5 separate regions of the Zea mays genome follow, and regions 1, 2, 4 and 5 are each linked to region 3. The links are chromatin contacts, called in public Hi-C maps. All regions are on one chromosome and are shown on one strand. Each heading gives the region's core, a stretch centred on a gene start, on an enhancer-like site or on the middle of the called end of the contact. The rest is flanking DNA. Distances are from core to core; before and after follow the strand shown. Region 1 holds the start of LOC103638144 (SPX domain-containing membrane protein OsI_21475). Region 2 holds the start of LOC100279811 (putative leucine-rich repeat receptor-like protein kinase family protein). Region 3 holds the start of LOC100278286. Region 4 holds the start of LOC103638140 (serine/threonine-protein phosphatase 2A 65 kDa regulatory subunit A). Region 5 holds the start of LOC103638146 (short-chain dehydrogenase TIC 32, chloroplastic-like).

Region 1 (4,965 bases), core at 2,194-4,693, 980 kb after region 3:
GATGGCTGATCATAAATAGATAAGTAGCTTCCTTGACGTTCTTGGAGTTCAGCAAGGTTACGTGACAAAGCTCCTACAACAGCTCCTACACCCTGGTTGCATAGAACAGTTAAGGTATACTGACGAGTGTGGATTGTAAAGGCAAGGCCATAGCAAGAGAACATATCAAGTACAAGTAAACTTGCAATACATTTGAATGAATGATACTAAATCTGGAGTTAGTGCATTACCACATGCTTAAAGACCTGTTGCAGCTGAGAGTAAGGGTGATTCGATCTACTTGTCACATAGTAATCAGTAAATCTATAGCCAAAACGCTTATCAAACTTCTTCAAGATTTTCCGAATGCCAGTTGCATTAAGGTCAACGAACTTGAGAAGTTTGATGAGATTGATACCAACTTCCCTATAAGCTTCTCGTAACTCAGCAATGCCAGATATATCTGGCTGCTCTTGTAGTATTGCCCTTTGCTTTCCTAACTTCTCAATCCTGCTTGCCAATAGTCCTTGTTGTTCCAACAGAAACAGGACGATCTTCTCTATCTGAGTAAACAGAGAATAAGAGATTAATACATGGACCCCAGTAGGAACGATTGAATATAACTACTCACACCAATTTCAATCCAAGAATGATGCCAGCTGAACTACAAATTAGTGTACATGAATTATGTACCAAAGCTTCAACTTCAAACAAAAAGTACACAAAGTAAGTTTCTTAAGAAATTGTCAACTCTTCTCATAGTATTCATGTAGCATTATATTTGTGAACGAGTTATTTACATAAATCGCAACCGTCTTGCTAACCATGCAAGTGCATACAGAGGTCAGATATGGATAATGCATGATCACCATGTTGATGCTACAATCATCAAGTTAAATATCCAGAGAGAAGCTAAAGTCTGCAAGTTAAAGCAGGTCAGGGAGTTTGAACTGATGACTCTGCACATATTTCTATTTAATAGCATTACCTGATCATCAAGCATCTTCGAGAAATCCTTCAGAACCCGACGACGATCTTTTTCCCCCTGCTGGAGCTGCTGGCCATACTGTTTAACTTTCTTCTTCATCAACTTGTAATTGATATAATATCTGAAAACATTGACATGGAGACAACAGTCAAGCTTTGTAACTAACGATGCTAGCATGAAAACTTTTACATTGAAGGCCCATCTAAATGCACTAGAGGCTAGAGCTAATAGTTAGTTGACTAAAAAGTTGCTAGTGGAATTAGCTAACTAATAAATAGTTGGCTAACTATTAGTTAGATTGAACCAGCTAATAACTAATGGTTAGTTCATGGTGTAGCTAATAGTTAGTTGGACTATTAGCTGAGGTGTTTGAATGTCTCCAACTAAAAATAGCTAATAGCTAAACTATTAGTTGGGTTATTTGGATGTCTTCAGTTAATTTTAGCAGCTAACTATTTGCTCTAGTGCATTCAAACAGGGTCTGAGTAATACTAAACAAATACTACTAAACAGAGATTAACAAAGCACGACGTGTCAAAACTACAAACAGCATGGCCACAAATGACATTACAAGGCAATCAAGGTTGACCAATGTCAATGCTCATTACCAGGTTATCAATTTGTTCAGTAAATGCACGTAAGATTTTTTTTTTTAAAAAAAAGAACAGGTAAGCCACTGAATGAATTGGAAGTTGATGCTATTCAGAGAACCCATAACTTTATAGTAATATAGATTGGTTCACTGTAAAGTATAAGCAGAATCTTATACAGATGTGAACAGTACCCTTTCCATTCTGGAATTTGATCTGCCATCAATTTCTTCCCGAAGTTAACCATCTTGATTTTTAAATACTGATCTGCCAATGAAAGTAGCATTGTGTCAGCATCGGAAACGGACAGAGAAAAAGACACATCAATGATAGTTGCTGTGATGTGAGTGCCATAAAAAGAAATAAAAATGTCACCGAGCAAGGTTCTCTCTCTGGACATATGTTTTCAGTTTAGCGTAAAGTCAGCTGTAAAACTCAGTACCGCTTTACATGGGACAAAGCAACATAAGCTACAAATAATCACACGACAACACGAGTACAATCCATCTTGAGATGATCTAATCTGTGCACGCTACTCCACGTGCGAAGAACCTAAAGCACCGTATATGTCTCTAGCAATAGAGCACTCAGAGACCATTACTGGCCACGACAAGGCAAGGCACAGCCACAGACTTATTATCTACTAGTCCTTTTGAAGAGAGAAGCAGCTCCAGAGAACCACAAATAAACTTTGGTACCCGCAACTTGATTTTTCGTGTCACAATCTCTCGGGGCAAAAGACGACGACAGGTCGCCAAAGTTCATTTTGTGTTACCCAATGACAACTTGCCAACCAATCATGCGGTGGATTGCCCATTTAATACTGTTCTTCGCATCAACTTGTGATGCACATGCAGCTGACAGTAGAAGAGTGGGCATAAAGGTCCCGTGCAGCTATATTAAAATCTATAATCTGTAAACCACCCAAAGCATTTCGGGTACAGTGAAGGCTGTAAGTGTCTACAACCTTGAGGGTTGAAGTTGAAGTTGAGGACAGATCTAAATTGGGTCCAAGCTACAGCTCCCACATAATCGCACAGACCCCCCATCCTGAGACATGCCCTACCTTAAAATTCAATGGAAAACCGGAGCGACAGTCGGGGACCTCTCGTAACAGTAAACAACATCCTACCAAAACAAACAAACCTAGGCCCTAAGGTGAGGCCAAGGATAGAGGCGAAAGGACTTGCACAGCGGGTTTCATCAGGTCTGGATCTCGCTCAGACTGAAGGACTGGATTCTGGAGCCGTGTCCTCGCGTCGCGGTAGGGGATGGGATCTCCGTACAACTGTAACCCCAGACCCAACGAATCAAAAAACATCTAACTGTAACACGGGACCAGGCTTCGCTTGCTGTTGTTGGCCCAACACCGCCACTTCGCCGGGAAACCCATGGTATCAGACGACCCAAAGCGCAGAGATCATCCCGAAGGCACTGAATGAATCTCTCCGGGGCGGGGCGGGGCGAACCCATCCGATACGCTGCCCCCTGAACATCAACACTCCCTCCTCAGCGAAGGTCGTTGTCCATCCACCGATGCCCACCGGAACCATGCGCAACCCACCCGCCCCAGACTGAAATACTGAATGAGCGCAACGACGTACCGAAAAGGACGGCGGGCGGCGCTGAAAGGAAGGTGGGAGAGCGGCGCTGAAAGGAAGGTGGGAGAAATCACGGATTCACGGGCGAGTGCGGACGCGGTGAGCCTCGCCGTTACCTACTAGGCGGATCGAGCGGGCGGGGGCGCTAGGCCAGAGGCGGAGAGTGGCAGGGGAAGGGGAGGGGTGGAGGGGGCGCGAGAGCCACGGGATGCGAGTATTTATAGCCGAATAGCCAGGCGAGCGAGCTGGAGCGCTGAACGAGAGAGAGACAGAGGTGGACCGTGGACGCGGGGTGGCTGCAGAGCCGGTAGCCGTGAGCCCCCGGCCGGCGCCCGGCGACTCGGCGAGTGGCGGCACGGGTCGCTGGCGGTGCGCGCGCGTGCGTGCGTTCGCACCGCGAATTGGCCGTTTTTTTTGTAATTTTTGTTACAGCCGTAGCAGTCTAAACCGACGGCTTTAATATGACACGAACAGCCTCTACTGCTGCGGTGCTGCCAAAACGTTTTAACCAAGCACAGACAAAGCCTGGTGTAGTGTTGTGGACGGCCCTCGTACCCCGTACCGTACACGTGGCTGGTGGCGCCGCCCCGTGCTTTGTCGTCGCATGCAGGTGCCGACATGGAGGATGGGTAAACGAGCAGGAGCTGGCGGAGCCTCGAGGCTCGAGCAGCGCGGCGAGGCAGGCCTGGCCTGGCCGCCGCTGCCGACTCGACGGTGGCAGCGGCAGTTCGTCGTCGGCGAGCGGCGAGACGCAGGTGCCGACTTGGAAGGAAGTGGAACGAAGCGGCACGCCGGCACGGACGCGGGACAGCGACACGCAAACGGCGATCGACGACGCGAGCCATGAGTAGTGGTGAGTGGGCATGGAAAACAGGAGAACGTAGACGGTCGATCGGTCAGATGCAGGCGTGACTCGTGAGACACGAACAGGCGGACCGACCCGGTCTGCCTCTAATTAACTAATTTAACCACGCGCGCGCATAGATTAAGTTGCGGTGCGCGGGCGCGGCAGTGCCACCTCCGTCGTGTCGCGTCGCGTCGCATCACAGCGCTGTTGCACTCGATCTCGGCTCGCGACAGGAACCGGATGAGCATGAGCAAAAAGGCATGCATGGGTGGATTGGATGATGGAGCTTTCGGGTTCGGTCGCGATGCCGGCGCGCACGATGCAACAAACGATTGGCGGCCGGGCGGCGTCAAAGAGAAGCAAGGCAGCGTGCCATACGTTTGCTGCTCCCCGCCGACGACGTGTGCTGCTGCTGCTCCTGCGCCGCAGCCTCGGTCCGTGTTGCTCGCCGTGCCGGCCCGGACCCGCAGCGTTCGGCGAGATGGGATCGGATCGGGGCGCCGTACGTGGCCACATGTGGCTGGCTGGCGTCGACTTGGCTGCCTCGCTCTCCGAGTGTCATGTCATGTGGCGATCGAGACCTGGACGGGACGGGACGGCTACTGCCTTGTTTCACGACCTCGCCTAGCTAGTCAGTGACCAGAAAAGTTTACGCGACGAATAAAAAAGAACGCAGGGAGGGAATAACAAAAAGGAGGGCGGGGGACCCATCTCGATGCAAATCATTGCGCTGCCAGGCTCCAATCATTCGGAACCGAGTTTGGAGCACTGCTTGCTGTCTTCTGTCGACACCATGTTGCAATGCTGCTCTCTGGCATGGCATGAAAGGGTGCACCCATGCTGTTAGTCTGTGCGCTATATTTGCTCTTAAGCACATGATGGAACGCCCATGAGATAGATCCTGACTTTTCCTTTAAACACGTGCTCGATTGAGGAGGGCCATCTAAAGAACAGTTTAGC
Region 2 (4,721 bases), core at 865-3,364, 560 kb after region 3:
GAGCTCTTACAGGTATTGTAGTACTTCATTCCAGTAGATGAGCCTGGGGATGTCGCCGGTAAGTTTGTTCTGCGCCAGATCCCTAATACAAAGAAACAGACGAACATTTCCTTACCAAGACAGCATGATAGGTGGAAAAGAAAGTACACAAAAAGGAAATTCCTTTGGTGTGAGCACTAAAGGTGGGTGAAACAAACAGAACATAAATAACCAAATGTGTCGAACAATCACGAAAGAAGTAAAAGCGTCACGGATGGAGAAAGGTCCCAGGAAGCTCACAAGGTCTTGAGATTTGGAATCTGTGACAGTGTGGAGGGGATGGGTCCGGTGAGTTGGTTGTTCTTCAAAATCCTGTCAAGAAAGGAGATAAAATTGTCACAAAACCAGCAATCATAAAATTGAGTGGAGTAGGTAGCAACTAGCAAGACACAAACCACAGACATGCAAATTTATTGCACCATAAAAAAATGTCAGCATCACACGAGATAATCATGACTGCAGCATATGCAACTGCTTCCCATTTTTACTGTACCCACTAAGTTATATGTGGGATGTAAAAGTGACCATATCTTGAAAAGTCAGAGCTCTTGGTAAAAGGCAGTCAGGAAACAGGAATGGATAGAGCTAGAGCTTACAGGTCCTCAAGTTGCTTGAGCTTAGAGATGGAGAAGGGGATGTCTCCATACAGCAAGTTGCCCGACAAATCCCTGCAGAGACAAGAAAAAACAGAAACCAATTTAAAAATAGCTCATCGACAGCGAAAAGGTGGTAACACTATAAAAGAAGACTTGGCTTGATTTAAGGGCGTACAAATATTTTAAGGAGACGCAATCCCCAATCTCATCTGGGATTTGGCCTGTGAGCTTGTTCAGCTTGAGATCCCTGCACGAGCAAATCATTAGCACACAAATAAACTAATCAGCAAGCCAAATCTAGGATGTGTAGGCTTAAACTAAATAAAATAGTACTAAGGAACTGTGTCACATCATGGCACGAGGGGTCAAATCAGATGAGGTGTAGTAGGATTAATAAAAAACAGAGATGCAGGTCGTATAGTCAAATGCACAAAATCTGAGGCGGATGCAGGAAACTGTACGGTCCTCCGAGCCATCCACTCACACGAACTGTAGGCTCTTGAGCTGCCCTATAGCCGGCGAGATCTCCCCTCCGAGGTTTAGATTTGACAGGTTCCTGTTTTTTCGCACATAAAACAATCTCATCAGAAGATCCTTCTTTTTCTTCCAGCAAACAAATAGAAAACGACCCTTTTACTTATCCCCAACAAAATGAGCATGAAAAACAGAGCGCCATACAGATATGGTGTAGTACTACGCAAGGAGTGTCTTGAGGACAAAACTTCAATGGCCGAAACATGCTTCGATGGCGGAAAAGAAAGAACTAATGATACATGGGGTCCTCTGCTTCTTGTCTCCCCACCACACTCCACTCAAAAAAAAAATCAGTCTTTCCTCGTGATCGAGAACGCAAGAAAAACACGGCAAGAAGCCAAGCGGAGCAACAAATGCAGGGAGCAGGGCGAGAAGATTCTAGAGTACGGGAGGAGAGGTCAAGGAGAGCGCACGCACAGGCCGACGACGGCGAAGGAGGCGGCGTCGCAGGCGACGCCGCGCCAGGCGCAGTGGTCGCGGCCGCCGTCCCAGTCCGCCAGCGCGTTTGCCGCGTTCCGGAACCCCGCCTTGACCGCCATCAGCGCCTGGCCGTCCCCATCGCCCTCCGCTCCTCCTGCTGCCGCCGCAGCCCCCGCAGCCGCAAGAAGCAGCACCGCCACCGCTGCCGCCGACGACCGCGCTGCCATTCCTCCCGCGCGCGAATCCGCAAGAACCTTCCGCAACCGTCGCTTGCTTTTGCTTCCCCCAAAGCCACCGCCTTTCCGGCAACAGCGAAGCCGGGCGGGCCAGGAAGTCCTTGGCAGTGGCTGCTGCGGGCTCACGTCGCAGCTAGCACCGGCGCAAGTGCTTCTGCTGCTGCTGCTCCATTTCAATGCGACGGGCACAAGGAGAGGAAAGGGAGGCAGAGAGGGAGTAGGAGTGCGAGGGGTTCTGCGTGGGATGCGTTTTTCTGGTGGCGCTGGCGATAGCGACGTGACTGTGGTTGCTTTCGGGGGGCAGCCGCTGCTCTGTGCGCAGCGAGGAGAGATAGGGGAAGATCAGAGCATAGCGTTAGCTGTTAGCATAGGGTGGTGGTGGTGGTAGGAGAGAGAAAGAAGCCGGAGGGGGAAGCTGTTAAGGCTGACGGTCCCGGGCCCACCATGTCAGAACTGGGCCCCTGGCAGACGTGTAGCTCGTAGGGGCCCGTGGGCCTTCGTTTTAGTTTTTTTTTTCAAAAATCAAAACCCCTCCAACACCGTTTGGCTTGTTGCGGTCGCGCCTGGGACCTCAATGACACGATAGTCCCACCTTCCGTGGACGCCACCTGTCAGAGACGGAAGCCTGGCCGATCGCACAATCCTGGGCCTACCAGTCAGCGGGGCTAAAGAGCGCGCGTAGAAGGACCCACCCGCCAGTCGGTTGGGATCGTGCCCGGGCGCGGGAACTCTGTGGCCGCCGCGCCGTGGTCCGTCCAGAGCTGCAGCATCTCGCGCTGCGCGTACACTGAACCGTGTGACCACAGGGTCACGCCGCGGCTGTGAGTGTGAGAGCGGCGTCGCGTCGTGCCGGCGCCGGCGCCGGCGTGTCCTCCTCGTCGTGGTGGTGGTGGTCACCGGTCACCACCCACCGGCCGGGCCTGACCACGACCAGCCGTGCAGTGAAGCCGTACGACCCGTCGCCCATGGGCCATGGCCGATGTACGGATGGCTCGTGAAGGGAAATGCTAAGGCCTTGTTTGTTTACATCGGATTGCACCCGGAATTGTTCCGGCTTATCAAAGTTTATATAAATTAGAGAAGCAATCCGGCTTGGAATCGTTCCAACCCACCAATCCGACACAAACGAACAAGGCCTAAAGGATTTATGATTGAGGGGGAGGTGCAAGCAGATGGTCATTCCCTCAATTATTATTGGTTAATTAGTCATGGTTGAAGGACCCAGCTGGCCGGTCTTAGGTTTAGACCACACCATATGCATGCATGTGCTGGTGGCTCCACGGGACTAGTACTACTGCTTGAGTACTAGTTATTATTAGGGTTTGCAGTTCCACAAAGAATTTTTTTTTGTTTTTCTTCTTGACAGGAAGAGAATTAATGCAAAGGGGAGAAGCTAGACGGGTACATTATCAGTTTGATTGGTTGCTGGCATCATTTTATTCTGTATCATCGTGTGCTTTGGCTTTATATGAGCTACTGTTTGGTTAACTGTATACGGGAGACGTGGCCTGGACGAACAGATGAAACATAAGTCATTTCATTTATATCCGCAGAAACGCCTAAAACTGGCGTACCCACACAGCCACCCTCCCGGGAGCTTGCACGGTCGTGCTCAGGTATCCAATCAGACTGTATATTACGGAGTACTCGACTCAAACATCTACTTTTGGTACATCTAACACGCGACAATACATATTTAGGATATTCTCTTTTGGTAAAGATACATATTCTCGTAGAAAACAATTTGTGATAAATTAGACTAGACAACTTTCTAGTTAATAAAATTTTTCTTAAAAGTCCATATAAATGAAAGTATGAATAATAAAACCCGAACTTTCATTAATGTAACACCCAAAATCACATTTTGGTGACTTAAAGAGTTCTCCAAGATCTGAGTATAAAATGACTTCCAATAATAATTTCATTCATTTATGAGGTATATCTATCTAAATTAAATGAATAATAATAGTAAGAGACTGGTATTTTAAAAACTTAGATCCAAAACTTAAAACTAAAAGTTGAAGCAATAAATAAAACAAACATTTTCAATCTATTTATTCCCTTCACAACTTTATGATTAAGGCACTCTTTAAAAATATTGGAATCAAACTAATTCATAGTAAATATTGTATTTTAACTTCTCCTAAACTAAATAAATACTAAAACTTTGAATAAACCCTCAATCTAATTTTTTGCATTCAAAATAATGAAATTCTTTGTGATAAATAATGTGGGAGGCATGTTTGAAGCATTTACCTAAAATAATGGGAATGAAACAATTAATATAATAAGTATATCTATAAAGATATTGCATCTCATGCTGATTTCTTTGTTTGTTGCATTTGTTTTTCATGAACCAAAACTAGATTTGAATTTAAATCAAAATTGAAATTTTGAAATAAAATAAGAAAAGAAAAAAGGAAAAAGAAAAAAAGGAGAAAGGAAACCTTATCGTGGGCCACTTCTGCCCGTACCGGCCCACCTTCCTCCCATGCGCAGCCCACCTCCGTCCTCACGCGATGATAACATGGGGCCGCCGTCCCGCCTCACTGAAAGGGAAATAGGGTTAACCATTTTCTATTATTAATTTGGTGGTTGACGACCAACACAAACACATGGACTAACTACTTTGTCTAGAATTCATGTCTTAGTGCATAAGGTTCAACATAAACCAAGAAATAAATCAAGTTAGGGACACAATTTAATTGGAGCAAAAGGATTGAGTGTGCTGAAAAATGGCGCACCGGACCGTACAGAGTTGAACCAACCACTCTCGGGAAAATAGAGGCGCACTCCGCTATAATTCATCGGACTGTCCGGTGAGCCAGCGGAGCAATAGCTCTCTGCGCCAACGGTCGACTCTGCAAAAGGAACATTACACAACAGTGCCGCGACA
Region 3 (4,876 bases), core at 1,603-4,102:
GTCCAAGTGTCCCACACTCCAGCTGCAGCTCGACGAACAGAGGTGACACGAACCCAACCTGGGATGGGGGGGGGGGGGGGGGGGGGGGGGGGGGGTAGAGAGATCAGTACGTTTCCGGACAGAGCTGGAACGGTTGGTGCGCCGTGCGCAGTTCTTGCTGACGATAGTTTAGAAACGTTTCGGTTGGTGCGCGCAGTTCTTGCGGCGCCTGCCATGTCTGAACCTGGACACCGCTACGTCTAGCTCCGGGACAGGAGACGAGCGCTTTGACCGGTTCTGATTGTACACGAGTCCGGAGAAGTGATCGGGATTCGGGGACAGTTGTGAAGCTTCGCAGGCTTTGACTACCGCCACACACGTGTGTGTGTGTGCTTGTTTACTAGAAAGATGGTTTGGTTTGGTAGCAATAGCGACGGTGAATTTGAGATAATGACATCTGCTGCTGTCTGCTAAGAAAGACTGGTCAGTGACTCTGAATAAAAGAACCTGCATACATGCAGCTAGATATAAAAGAAAAGAAACGTTGAAGCGTCGCATACCTACTTGTGCTTGCGTTACCTACCTTTACCCCTGTTGGCTGTTGGAAGGCTGAAACGGGAGATCGAGCTATATTATTATTAGTGCCGTCTCTTGCGCTGATGCACTCCTCCTCCGTCAGGCAGGAGCTGATCTAGCCGCGTATTTGTATTTGGACGAAGTGCTTGTCTAGATACGTAAGTAGCTCTAAACGAATGATCTTGTTTCAGAACGTACGGGACGAGCAGTGTAGTATTCTCTAACCTGGAAGGAGGAGTGCAAGCGGATGGAAAAGAATAGTTTAACCTGGAAGGAGTGTATTCTCTAACCAAACCAACGGAAGGACGGCTTGAGTGAATGAATTCTGATCACTCTGTACTATCTGCTTCCCTTTCCAGTCAGAAAGAAGGCAACATGGGTGGGCCAAACGGGCCACCGTCCACCCTAAGATTTGGCCCAAAGTTTAAGAACACTACATATCTTTGGCGTGGAACCTCAGCAATTAGCCGTACATCTTCGACAACCCGCCGCGCTGTTTCTCCAACCCGTCATCGAGGCCCATCGCTAAGCCCAGCACCCAGCCTGCAATTCTCTCCACCTTTTAACACGGTGTTTGGTCCGGGCCTATTTTGGTCTATAACCATTCCCGCCACACTTCAACACCATTGTTTTTGTTTGGTTTGTACGGCTAGCAACCGGGAGCGCCAGCCGCCATGGGAGTTGGCTCTGGTCCATAGCATCTCGTTTGGGCAAATACCTGCTTTGCCCTTGAGGGGTCTCACATCTCTATATAAAGAACCTGTACACCCCTCATAATACAGAGATTAGAAAGAGGCCAGAGGCCCAACCCTATATCATGTGTCTCGTGTGTTTCCTCTGTCGTACTTATGGGAAGGGAGACGGGTTCTCTACAGCTTCTTGCGCCTCTACTGTTGACGGGAGGGAAGGGAGCGGATCTGGTGATCCGTGGTAACATAGTTCTTAACACGTTATCAGCACGCTCTACCGGTAGTGGTAATGGAAATGGAACTTATTGCACCTGCTATCCTTTATTGTAAACGGTTACCGGTCTATGTTTGGTTGCAGCGTGGGATCAAAAAGAAGGATTGGAATTGGCTAACAATCAAAAGGCAACGGTAATGATTTTGAATTGGCTGGTATTGCATCCCACTGCAATCCTTTATGGTATAGTCTAATCAAACATAAAGCAATGGTAATAGATTACTCTGTTAACTGATTACGGCACTAAATCAACGTACCAAACAGCACCATAGTATTTCGTTACAGATTAATTCCATTTCGGTTTGCGTTTACTATAACTCCAACCAAACAGACCCTAAGTTTACATCAGGGCTAGTTTGGGAATCTAAATGCCGGAGGGTATTAGAGGGACTAAAATTTCCTTCTTATATAATTTTAAATAAGGAGAGAATTTTAGTCCCTCTAATCCCCTCCGATTTTTTGGTTCCCAAACTAGTCCTCAAGGAATCACTGCACATCCATGCCGTCGTCACATCAAAGACGCTCAATCTCGGTGAGTTTGTAGGTTATATCAACCAAACATGCCTAAGTTTACATCAACGATTTTTTATACTTTTTTATTCCAAATTCAAATGCTTGAAATTGAATGGGCCAGTTAGGTGTTGTCACTTAAAAAAATTGACATTACGGAAAAAGAAGAATTACCGAGAAAGAAATTATTTTAACGGGTTATTCATTCTAAAAAATAGACATCATCATAGGAAATAAAACGAACAAACTCAATCATTCAGTCATTTCATTTTTTTAGCCCCAGCTACTCATAAGAATTACTGAGTGCCATAATTGTATGCATTCTCTGCCAAAAAAAATGTCCCCTCAATGCTTGCACTAGAGTAGCCTTATGCACCTCTCTCTATACAGTCCGCCCTTGAATATTTGTCGCCGTGACAAATAAAAAAAGAAAACAGTGGGAGTAATTGACTGCCAGGCGATGAAAGCGAAGTCTACAATAGTGACTTCATCATTGCAATCATTTAAGTCATCTGAAGGAAACGAGGCATAGGTATTTATACCGAGAATTGACTCGGCAAACAACCTGGCAAACTAAAACTAAATCCTTACAGGATTCTATACCTATCGATCTAATCTGAACTTAACTGAAACGTGATAAATCTGAAAGAAACTCTGCAGCAGACAAGTTTGTTGCTACAACTACGGACCTGCTTAGGAGTCCGCACGATATTGAGGCGTACGGAGTATGTCCGAGCAGGAATCCAAACCAGGTTAACAAACTATAGCTATGGGCGTCCATATATGCATATATAAACGCTGCCTGCCGCCTGCGTCTCATCCTCGACCAAAACCAATCGACATCGAACTCGAACAGGCTCGAGAAAGCGGCGATGGAGAGCCTCGTCGCCATGATGGCCTTCTGCGAGGCACCGTTCGACGGCACCTCGCCTGCGTCCTCGCTTGCCGCCGGGAACAGCTCATCTTCGACCAACGTCCCCAAGGCTGGCGGGTATGGCATGGCGTCGTCGAGGCTGGCGTTGCTGGCCGCGAAGTGGCCGATGGAGAGGCTCGCGGCCATGGTGGCCTTCTGCGAGGCGCCGTTCGACGGCACAAGGTCCCCGTCGTCAGGTGCCGCCGGAGGCCGCGCCTGCGCAACGAACGTCCCCGAGGCCGGAGCCGGCGGAGACGTGGCGTCATCGGCACAGGCGAGGCTGGCCGCAGCCGCGAAGAAGCGGCCGGTGGAGAGGCTCGTGGCCGCGATGGCCTTCTGCGAGGCGCCGTTCGACGGCACCTTCGATGGCACCTCGGCTCCGTCGTCGGATGCCGCAAGTGACGTTGAAGATACGGCGGCGTTGAGGCGGCCGTGGCTGGCCGACGCCAAAGAACTAGAACGAGCGGCGATTGCGGCTGTTGCGCGTGAAGGTTAGGACCGTCGTTCATGGGCTCGCATCGCATTGGAGTCACCGAGTCAGCAAGGACTAATGTTCTTTTCTAGCAATAGAACCCCCCAACTACATGGAACATTGGGATACGATACCCTCTTTCCTGGACATGCACAACAGCAAGAACTGCATCCCGGTTCAGTACTGCCATTGGATCGAACAGTAGCAAATGTAGGTGTACAGTGTACTGGAAATTTGCAGAAATTTGTTCAAATCAATCATCTGAGTATTCAAAGAGTCAGTTCTTCAACTGCCTTGCCTTTAAATCAATTTCATGCTCTTGAGACACTACAACTGTTCCACGAAACCGAGTAGAATTTCAATGAAAAATAAAGAAATCAAGAGAACCGTTCCTAACAACAGTTGCATGCATACGTTTGCGTTTCCCTGTGGAAGGCACATCATAACTTACTCTTTTCTTTGACGAAAAAGAATAAATCGCTTGCACTGTTGCGACAAGTTCAGATTTTCATTGCACGGAAGCTCCAAAATTCTGCCAGAAGGTATCAGGAAGGCCCAAACTACATGAGCTAGCAGGAGGCCTCGTCTGTTTCTGTGATGTCCGCTTTGCTTTGGGGTTTTGGGGGATAGAGGTCCCACAGCGCAACCGTGGTATCCGCCGAGCAGGAAGCCATGAGCTTGCAGTCAGATGAGAAGGTCACTGCATTGCACTGCGAAGAGGAAGAAAGTATTAACATTAGATGCCTGCAGAAAATACAGAACGCAATCAGATGGACAAGTAGCATACCGAAGCACTGTGATACTTCAACACGGCTAGAGCATTTCCTTTGTTGTAGTTGTACACTCGAATCCTGCAAGGTTAAAACCACCGAAAAGGTCACAGATGCAACAACAACAACAACTAGAAGGGATGACATTGGGCATCCAGGATCACCCGAACCACATTAACATTGAATTTAATTACTGACACACAAGTCCAAAATCCATCAGAAATGGGTTAGATTGCTACAACTAGTAAACAGTTAAAAAACATGAAAACAGAGAAAAACCTGTGATCCCAGCCAGCGGTTGCAGCGATCTTGTTGTCTGGACGAATTGCTGTGCCAGCAATACCCGGTCGCTCGAGTTCTATTTCTTTCCTAAGAATAAATGTGCCCTGCAACCGGAAGGAAATATCGTATCAACAAAACGAGGCAACAGGCCAAACACTTCCAAGCACTCCTACGGAATAAAAACACTACATCTTCAAATCAAGAAGATGTTTGTGATGAGCTGCAAAACCTTTTAATTATTAACACCAGAATAGCGACACAGTAACATGGTCTATATGCCATTAACAAACCTTGTATAAAGTCTAACACATAGCACACAGTGTTGCACATTCATTTGATACAGAAAAATTAATCGATGCGTAAATCTTCCATGACAGAACAGAGATAAGCAAACCTTTGGATGGTCGAGCG
Region 4 (4,681 bases), core at 1,099-3,598, 660 kb after region 3:
ATTGGGTACAGAGGCTCATCAATCATAGCCATCAGGTATATCAAGGATTGCTGAATTGGTAAATGAGGACACAGCATTAGAAGCTTTGTAATTATATAAATTCCCAAGAAAAAAAAACTTTAACACAACTTTGGCTGCATAAGAGCATCTCCAACAATATGGCTCGAAACACTACTGTTATGGTCGCTAGATCGGTGAGGGATTGGAGAGGGGGTATCGATGGGCAGGAATGTCGGCCGGGGGCCTCTACCCACGGCCGAGCAAGAGGAGGGTTTCTCCCTTCTAATTCTTGTCTGCTTTATTTCTCATCCATTGATTACATAAATAGGCCGGTTGGCTGCCCCTATCTAGCTAGAGATCCTTATCTCCTAAAAACTCTCAACAAACTATTAACTGATAACCTTCCTAGATAATCTCAACTAATCTTCTAATCTTATCTCTAACTATCCTTATCTAATCCCCCTTAGGGCCCATGGCTGCTGCTACCGCAGCCCCTCTGTGGGCCTCCTTAGGTCCTGACAACTACCCCAAAAATTAAAATGCTACATCATTTAAAGTATTTAGGGCACTAACAACAACTTGGACTCCAACAGTTAAGCCCTAAATCATATATTTTAGTAAATAAATTACATTACATTATTAGGAAAGAAAAGATTAAGGATAGGACGTGAAAGGGCCTCTAGCTGAGTTGGTTAGGTGGTCTGAGTAGCACTCCTCAGGTCCTGGGTTCGACTCCCCCGTGGGAGCGAATTTCAGGTTGTGGTTAAAAAAATCCCCTCGTTTGTCCCACGCCAAAGCACAGGTCTAGGGCTCAGCCCCGGCCGTGGTCGTTCTCACATGGGCTTCGATGCCGCTGTGTATGGGTGGGGCAAGGGTTCGGGGGTTTTCTCGACCTGTGTGAGAAGGTCTTCTTAATACAATGCCCGGGGGCTGTCTTACCCCCCGCAGGTCGAGTTTTAAGATTAAGGATAGGACACTAATCTGGGGTGTAATATATTTGGGTCACTTCATGGTGTGCCCTATATTTTTTCGTAAAAGATTGTAAAATAGGCACTGTTGGAGCTGTTTTTATGAGTTGAGCCCTATATTTCAAAATAGTGCACTGATTTAAGGCACCGTTAGAGATGCTCTAGACAAATAGAAGCAGAATAGAAACAAACGTTTGGTTAAAATATACAAAAAAAAAGATCTCTGATGCCATAACCAAAGAAATAGATGCACCAAACTATTGCAAACTTATATAACTAAAAGTTCCCTGGGATTGGCTTTCTTGAACAACACAAGAATACTACTGTCATACACATGATCCAAATAAAATTAACAAATTCATGTTGACAAGTAGAACATCACAGATTACTTCGAAGAGTCAAATATTCCATAACATCATCTATGGAGGTGAGTCTCAACTACCCAATTAAAAATGACATGGCCTTCAGTTCAAACGATAATAATTGGTTGATCCAGCAAAAAAAAAAAATGCCCCGCAAAGATGCCTATTAAATATGGTTCCAGGAAAGAAACAACATCACTTGGCATCCGAGCATTCTGAGAAATTGAATCAAGTTCAGGCAAATGCTCCAAGTAAAATTTGGCATGAATTGATCTGGTCGTTTGGGGTCCCCAGGGGGTTCTATTTATAGATTTCCTCTTGTTTGTTTGCTTTTCATTCTCACTCAGGCGGCATGGAGAAGATGTTTCTGAAATCTGATCTATGTAACGACATATTCAGCTCCAGAATTAAATTTGCACGTTCGCGGATCCTGAATAAATGAGCGAATTTCGATACGACGAAACGAGGTGAATAGCTGATGCGCACAACGAGACGGGCAACAGACGCCACACGCGATCTACTCATCTACGACACACCACGAGCAACGGTTGATCCAAATCACTAGCTACCGACGTACCTAGCAACCAACGCCACACAGCCTCCGATCCGCGAGAAGAGAACTCAGACTAGGGCGTCGCAATCATTACAAAACCAGCGCAATCGACCAAACAACAGCCCAGATCTAGGAGGGGAACCACACGTGAACGCGCGAATGAAGAAGGCCTGAGCTCCAGACCGACGACGGTAGCAGCGGCGGCGGTATTGAGGGTGCGGGCGTGGCGATCGGAGGTGGTCGAGCGAGCGGGGTGAGGGGCGCAGATCTAGCTGTGGAAGGAGGGGGAGGGAGAAGAGGAGCAGGATCTGAACTGACCTCGCGGGGTCTGGATCGGGCTCTTGCCCGGCTGCTTCGCCGACGGCGTGGGGGTCCGGAGAGGGGGCAGGGTAGGAACGCCCGAGGCGTCGCCGCTGAGAGAAGGGGGCGGGGCGAGGAGCGAGCTGGCGCTGCAGAATGCGACGGGGGAGGAGGGGACGCAGTGGATGTCGAGGCCTGTGGGGCGTGCGAAGTGGGCCTGGGCCTGAAAGGGCGGTCGACCCGTTCTCAGATACGATCCGCTCTTGTTAGTCCTATGGACGGGAGGGAGACTTCGCTTGGGGTTGGAGCCCAGGAAAAACTCAGGCGGCATGGAGGCCCAGCACCCGTCTCACTGGCAAAGTGGCAATACGCAGAGGCGGCAGAGCACTGCGCGTCGAGCAGTGCCTGCATCTCGCCACGTTTAGCTTCTTGAGTTGCAGGACAAGGGGCCATGTCCAATGATTATTTTTGCACTGTAGACAGACTACTGTTTATAGAGTAGAGGCGAAATAGAAGATGAGTAAACTGCTAGAAATAGCCTAATCTGCGTTTGGTAGCACACCTAAACACCCTTTCAACCCCCTCCCCCACAACAATTTGGACACAAACGTGTCCGCACCCGTCATTATTGGGGTTTGCCTAGGGGCTGGAGCAACAAATCGGCCGACAGCCGGCTCCGTGCCTCAAGCTTGCAGCGACACCACCCTAAATTTCAACTGTTTGTTAAAATATATACGAGTCATTAAGCATGTAGGTTTTGTGTTTGTCTTTTTACACAACGACGATACTTCGATTTCGCCCTCGGCGGCCCAGAGCAGCTATGGGCTAATAATAACACATATACGAGTCATTAAGCATGTAGGTTTTGTGTTTCTTTTTACACAACGACGATACTTCGATTTCGCCCTCGGCGGCCCAGAGCAGCTATGGGCTAATAATAACACATATACGAGTCATTAAGCATGTAGGTTTTGTGTTTCTTTTTACACAACGACCGGCTTGTTCGCTGCGGCTTGCTGCGGCTGCAATCCGGCTGCGGCTGCGGCTTCTACAGTATTTTTCTCTCTATGGATTGCAGCTGCAGCAGTCCAAACAGCTGCAACAGTGTCGGCTTGCAGCCTGCCGAACACGCCCGACGATACTTCGATTTCGCCCTCGGCGGCCCAGAGCAGCTATAGGCTAATAATAACACACACTAGAGGTTTGTTTTTTTAAATAACTTGGGCAGCGGCATTTCAATGGGTATACATATAGGGCTGTTCCCAGCATTATATTGTACCTTCTGCTTCTGTTGAAGACGCGCTGTCCAGACTGAGGACGCATCGATGGCCGATGGGCGCGTGTGTGTGTGTAAGCCACCATGTGTGTGTGAGACATAAATCATGTACATCTGGAAATAGGGCCGCTTGATCATCATCATCAGGCAGCGCGCGTCTCCGTCAGCTCGAACCGAATTCCTCGTTCCAGTTCTCCAGCTCGTCCCATTTGCTCTTCTGCAAGCTTGGCCTGATCACCGTCATCGCGTTCTTGAAGTCCTCGTACCTCAAAGGTCGCAGCTGGAGATACGAGATTAGAAACCGAGGGTTAAGTGCTTCGTACACTGACATTCCAAAGTTTCGCTGGGAAACAACCACTTATGTAGGGTATGTTATCTGTAAAGATACTACAGCTAGAAGTCCATTTAAGCTTCTGTTTTAACAGTGAAAAAAACTCAGAACGAGTGAACTTTATGTTCAGACTGTTTAAAACCCGTACCTGATTTGCTTTGATAGTAAGAATATTTTGTGGACCGAGCTCTCTTATTGGCATCATTGCAGCTTCTTCACACAAGGCTCTCAGGTCACTTCCAGAATACCCTACAAACAAAACCGTCAGGAACCAGGACCACATAGCCCATGTTTTCAGAACAGCCATACATACTCGAAAGGAAACACAATACCTTCGGTCTCCACAGCAAGTCTTTCAAAATCATGGTCTGTCAGGAACCAGTTCCAGGTTAGCTACTGTGCCAAACGTTTTTTTTTAAAAAAAAGGCTGTCCTACATATACAGCCACTACGATCAAGCAGTTATCAAGAGAAACCTGGGAACTGGAGCACTTACTCGACAGTTTGAATGATTGTCCTTTGAGCTGATTTTTCAGAAGTAACCTTCGTACATTTGGATCAGGTAGTGGCACATATATTCTTTTTACCTATCGGATAATCAAAACAGTGGTATTCAAGATATAGAGAAGCAAGGCAACATAGTAGGGTATTAATGAGACAATAAGTGTGCAGCAAATCATCAATCGTCCCAAGGCCAATCTATCAACTCCTGACCCATTCACTGACTAATACAGTAACAGAACAGAATAATGGTGCTACAGTACCAATGAATTGCATGTCGCATCATCAATCATCCTTTATAGTAGCCATCTACTTCACTAAAAAATATTGACAAACTCAAGTTGCTATTGTAACTAGTCCTCTAACTGTCGTTTTTTCCATTCTCAGTTAC
Region 5 (4,702 bases), core at 1,463-3,962, 1.0 Mb after region 3:
CGATTGTATTTTAGATTCCGACCGTTACCGGTGTATTTTCCGCACCAAACTTTCGTTTCCGATGTTTCCGAAATACCGATATCGTTTCCGTTTCCGGAGTTACCGTTTTCGATTTTGTTTCCGATAAAAAATATGAAAACGGTAATGGTTTTAGTGTTTACCGACCGTTTCCGACCGTTTTCATCCCTACATGCATGCATGTTTAACCTTAGCTTCTTTGTTCTTCCCCTTTGCTGCTACCTTTATCCATTCACCCGTGCCGCCGCCGTGCATAAACTCAGCAAACTGCTCCTGTTGTCGCTGAGGACCAAATCCATGGTCCCTCTTCTTTCTTTTTTTTCCTTCAGCTAGAAACAAGCCATCTATCTGATGCCAGTGCCAGGCATGATTGGAGATGACGTGCAAATAGTGAAGCCCACTACTGCAAGCGGCCAAAGGGAGAGTATCTAGTGCATGCGATTGGATGGAATCATTGTCCTTGGCTAGTGGAGTTGAAAACCTTGCTCTTAGTGTTAATCTAATCTAGTGCAAGTGCAACGCATGGACGATAGGGAGAAAACTGTGCTGAGGTGCATTTTTAACTGGATGATTCATATATATTACAGGTAGTCATAAGGCTACGTACACTGGATTATATTGTAAGGCATACACTACCATTTGCTTTTCTTTTTCTGTTCTAGTGTTCTGTATATACTCTACTATACATCACTAGCTTAATTACTGACTATCTGCTCTGGTTTTCATTTCCGAGACTGATACTACCTGTCCACGTTTTAGGATGTGTGACCTGACCAGGGGCACACACACACACATCGGGCGGCGATCAAAACTTGCGGATCTGTAGGCCGCTACGCCGCGAGGGCCATGGCGCGGTCCGCGTCGGAGCTCTGATGAGCTTGGGGCCGGAGTAGTCCCGTGCCGACAGCGACATGGACACCAGTCGTTGTCGTCGTCCTCTGAACCTTCTCTGCCGTTACGTTCTCGGAGAAGGCCCACAGCCTGGCGGCCTCCTCGCAGCTGGCGCCCAGCCTGGACGGCGAGGCCTCGTTGCAGTCGGCGAAGTACTTCCCGGACACTCCGGCCACCGCCGGGTGCGCCGCCACGTAGCACGTCGTCGCGGCCGCCTGGATGGAATGGAGGGACCGGGCTTTTTCGTCATTCCGAGCTCGGATCGGACAGACAAATGGAACAGAGCGGCGTATATATGTGACAGGGGCAGAGGAACGGACGATTCGTCATACGGGTGGCGACTACTGACCTGAGGAATCGTCTTGAGGAGCTTGGACGCCAGGAAGAACACTGTGTCTGCATGCAAGTGAACATGGCATGAGAATGAGGACGTCTTCGTCTTGTTTGTTAGGCAATGGAAGCAACATCTGCTTCTCTGTCGTGCTCAGGGAAAAAGTAGACGAGAAGAACGGAAGAAGGGAAGAGAAAGCGGTGGCGGCGTACTGGTGATGAGGCCGTCGCGGTCGCGGATGAGACGGGTCCGGACGATGCCGGGGTGGACGCAGTTGGCCGTGACGTTGGCGCCCATCTCGCTGAGCCGGTCGGCGAGCGCTCTGGTGTGCAGGACGTTGGCGAGCTTGGACAGCGCGTACGCCCTCGTCGGATCATACGGTCTGTTGCATATATTGGGGTGAGGTCAGCCAGCAGCCAGTCAAGTCAGTCGTCAGAGGCTAGCTGATGAACGAGATGACGGGGAAAAGCGAGCTAGCTAGCACAGCACGGAGCGAGCACACGCACATCTTCCTCCGTGTGACGCGGTCGAGGTAGCCGAGGGCGTCGCCGTCGCCGGGGAACCAGCTGTGGATGGTGGAGGAGACGTTGACGATGCGGCCCTGGACGCCGGTGGCCCGCGCCGTGTCCGCCATCTTGTCCAGCAGCAGCCTGGTGAGCAGGAAGTGGCCCAGGTAGTTGGTGGCGAAGGTCATCTCCACGCCGTCCTCCGACACGGCGAAGCGGTCGGCGTACTTGCCGGCGTTGTTGCTGTACGTACGCACGCACGCACGTGAACCATGTGTCAGTCCATGTAAGTTAGCCGCAGTTGTTGCTGCTGCTGCCTTGGCAGGTGGACTCATTACTGATGGATGCAGCAGCAGCATGAAGAAAGAAAGGTGAACAGGCACACGTACACGAGGAGGTTGAGGGGGAGCCCGAGGTCGAGGAACCGCGCGACGAAGCGGCGCACGGAGGCGAGCGAGCTGAGGTCGAGCGGCAGCACGGCGACGTCGGCGCCCGGGCACTCGGCGCGCACCCGCGCGCGGGCCTCCTCGGCGGCCTTGAGGCTCCGCGCCGGCAGCACCAGCCGCGCGCCGCGCCCGGCCAGCACCCGCGCCGTCTCCGCGCCGATCCCCGACGTGGCGCCCGTGATGATGGCGGTGACGTGGCGCAGGTCGCCGGCCGCGGCCTCCTCGGCGGTCGTCCGCGAGCCGAAGCCGCTCGGCCCCGCCGTGCCGGCCAGGTACCGCAGCGAGGCCAGCATGGTCGTTGGGCCGGCCGATCTGATCGGCCGGTGGCTCGATCGGTGCTAGCCGCTGATGGTGGCGACGACGGTGCCTCGATCGCCGCGCGAGCAGAGCAGAGTTGAGTAGACTAGCCGCTGTAGGATAGATAGGTAGGGAAGGTGGGGTGGAGGACTCTAGAGGAAGGAGACGCAAGGCACGGGGGTATAAATAGCTAGAGCAGTGAGAGGAGAGTGGCGCTAGCTTGCTTTCTTCCTCGCAGGTGCAGGTGGCAGTGACACTGCTGGACGACGCCCCGCTATTCTTCCTTCTAGAAATGAAACTTATTTGCTGGCACGTACGGTACGGGGGCCGGGGAACAATAATACAAGAGCAAGCCTAGCTAGTGGCACCGTCCGTGTCATGGGCTCAACAGCCTACCTGTCAAATCTAGGCCAACAAGCTTTTTATTCTCTGATTTAAAAGTTGTACACGCACGACGCGAAACAAACGCCCGAGAGCTAAGGCCTGCATCGATCGGATGTTGCATCGTCCAGGCAGCGTGCGTACGTACGATCGAGAGCGACGACGATGATGATGTGGACGGCTCGACGACCAACAAAACAACCAACAACACTCGAACGGCCGTCGTCGTCTCAGTTGGCGCCATCGACGACGACCCGTGCGATCCCGGCGTCGCCTTCTGGGTCGATCGATGGGAGGGGAGGGGATGGCCGGCGTGTCCTCAGGACCTCAGCTCGTGCGTGCTCCGTCCCCACGCGCGTCGCCGTCCGGGAAAAAAAAGGCCCCCCCACGCACGCATTAGCGAGTGATGAGTTGGCTCTAATTATTTGAAAATTAAAGAGAGAGAGAGAGAAATTCCTCTTGTGGCCTTAAAAGGACCGCTATCATTTGAACATGATTTGGGCTTGGGTTCAGTTGGGCCTGCACGTTTGTCGAGTTTTAAATAGAAAGGCCCAGTGGTGGTGGGTGGGGGAGCGAGCGGCAGTGTTGGGAGCAGAGCAAAGAGGCGGCTCACGTTTGCGGAAAAAAACAAATTCAAAACGGCCATGCAAAAAGATGGCGGAAAAAAAGAGCTGATGGAGACTGCATCTCAAGAGCAGCAGGCCAGCAGTTATGGTGGGTGGGGGTAGGGGGTCTTTGCATCTGCGCGGAGATTTTGTTCGAGTTGTTTATGCGAGTGTGAGTGGTTCTGTTTTTTTTATTTGTCACGTTTTAGCTTAAAAATAAGCTATCGAGCGATAAATATTTGAGAACGGAACGAGTACTATAAAAAAAGATTTTTTTTAAATAAGCTATAAGAGGGGGGCGTGGTTGTAGTAGTAACAAAAAGAAGTTGGTTGTTCGATGATTGCGTTGTGTTGTTTATGTGCTCTGTATCTTTAATCTCCTCCCTTGATTTCCCAGGTCATGGTTTACTCTTGCGCAAGATCCTGATGAACATCGTGTGAAAATCATGCGGTTGTGTTCGGGTATTTGATTCTGCACTTCGTTCAGACAAAAACACACACACGCACGCACACCTTCCTTCTGGATAAACAAACAGAGACCGGGAGTGAAGTGTACAGCTCCCCATCTTCTCTTGTCCTGCGATCCACTGGCGTTTTTTTCTGCAAGAAAGTCCCATGAAGATCTCCTTGACGCAAAAAGATAGTAGTATCTCCTTACACTAATAATAGGATACGGGTTTTATGCCAAATTATATTCTCATTTTTTTTTTGCAGAATTCAGAATAGTATCAGGATAAGGTCTGTCACAATTTGGCGTTCTTTTTCCCTGTTCGTTTAACAGGTACTTTAGTCTGGCCAATGACACTGTAATACTCCCTCCGTTCTTTTTAATTTATCAGGGTGTTGGAGGCTAAAATGAGTCTGGCGGACGGTCCGGCCCTGAGGCCGGACGGTCCGCGGTCCGGACTGTCCGCGGTGGTGGCGCGGACGGTCCGCGCGCGCGCAGAGTCAGTTAGGGTTCCTAGTTTCTCGCGGGATTTGTTACCTAAAACCGCGGGATTAACTCGGGAAACAGTTGGAAACGGATCCAGACCTCCCCTTTATATAGATGAAGGGCTACGGCCGATTAAAACCCCCAACAATCGAACAAATCAAGTCTATTACTCGTTTTTACCTTATGCATTAGGAGTAGTTCTAGTTTAGTTCTAGTTTAGCCCTAGTTTAGTATTCCAATCCTCAAATTCTCCGCCTCTCCTCGACTCTACGTCGATTAGGGGAGTCTAGGTC

The links. Hi-C and Micro-C count contacts between places; a contact is called where the count stands out from the background.
Region 1: a Hi-C map of leaf shows a contact between it and region 3, with 5 times the contacts expected there. The contact joins the promoter of LOC103638144 here to the promoter of LOC100278286 in region 3. A contact is called at or near these places in 4 of 25 Hi-C or Micro-C datasets (bundle sheath, ear, endosperm and 1 more).
Region 2: a Hi-C map of leaf mesophyll shows a contact between it and region 3, with 6 times the contacts expected there. The contact joins the promoter of LOC100279811 here to the promoter of LOC100278286 in region 3. A contact is called at or near these places in 10 of 25 Hi-C or Micro-C datasets (bundle sheath, ear, endosperm and 3 more).
Region 4: a contact with region 3 is called in a Hi-C map of tassel, with 3 times the contacts expected there. The contact joins the promoter of LOC103638140 here to the promoter of LOC100278286 in region 3. A contact is called at or near these places in 8 of 25 Hi-C or Micro-C datasets (bundle sheath, ear, endosperm and 3 more).
Region 5: a Hi-C map of tassel shows a contact between it and region 3, with 3 times the contacts expected there. The contact joins the promoter of LOC103638146 here to the promoter of LOC100278286 in region 3. A contact is called at or near these places in 2 of 25 Hi-C or Micro-C datasets (ear and tassel).

Annotation. Positions count from the first base shown.
Region 1 is chr9:26,402,857-26,407,821 of Zm-B73-REFERENCE-NAM-5.0, forward strand. LOC103638144 (SPX domain-containing membrane protein OsI_21475) reads right to left here and starts at 3,444. Exons shown (of 11, transcript XM_008661125.4): 1 at 3,162-3,444; 2 at 1,752-1,824; 3 at 968-1,088; 4 at 231-542; 5 at 1-92. The coding sequence starts at 1,804.
Region 2 is chr9:25,980,299-25,985,019 of Zm-B73-REFERENCE-NAM-5.0, forward strand. It overlaps LOC100279811 (putative leucine-rich repeat receptor-like protein kinase family protein), which reads right to left and starts at 2,115. Exons shown (of 26, transcript NM_001360998.1): 1 at 1,587-2,115; 2 at 1,120-1,191; 3 at 811-882; 4 at 636-707; 5 at 280-351; 6 at 11-82. The coding sequence starts at 1,816.
Region 3 is chr9:25,422,781-25,427,656 of Zm-B73-REFERENCE-NAM-5.0, forward strand. It overlaps LOC100278286, which reads left to right and starts at 2,853. Exons shown (of 1, transcript NM_001151609.1): 1 at 2,853-3,670. The coding sequence starts at 2,901. The coding sequence ends at 3,437. It overlaps LOC100281713, which reads right to left. Exons shown (of 14, transcript NM_001368085.1): 11 at 4,860-4,876; 12 at 4,463-4,569; 13 at 4,201-4,264; 14 at 3,677-4,123. The coding sequence ends at 3,983.
Region 4 is chr9:26,082,808-26,087,488 of Zm-B73-REFERENCE-NAM-5.0, forward strand. It overlaps LOC103638140 (serine/threonine-protein phosphatase 2A 65 kDa regulatory subunit A), which reads right to left and starts at 2,349. Exons shown (of 13, transcript NM_001347218.1): 1 at 2,202-2,349; 2 at 1-50. The coding sequence starts at 32. It overlaps LOC100273408 (AAA-type ATPase family protein), which reads right to left. Exons shown (of 13, transcript NM_001147845.1): 10 at 4,286-4,376; 11 at 4,123-4,158; 12 at 3,939-4,039; 13 at 3,389-3,739. The coding sequence ends at 3,623.
Region 5 is chr9:26,422,800-26,427,501 of Zm-B73-REFERENCE-NAM-5.0, forward strand. LOC103638146 (short-chain dehydrogenase TIC 32, chloroplastic-like) reads right to left here and starts at 2,713. Exons shown (of 5, transcript NM_001346975.1): 1 at 2,136-2,713; 2 at 1,747-1,989; 3 at 1,453-1,622; 4 at 1,259-1,305; 5 at 551-1,124. The coding sequence starts at 2,485. The coding sequence ends at 849.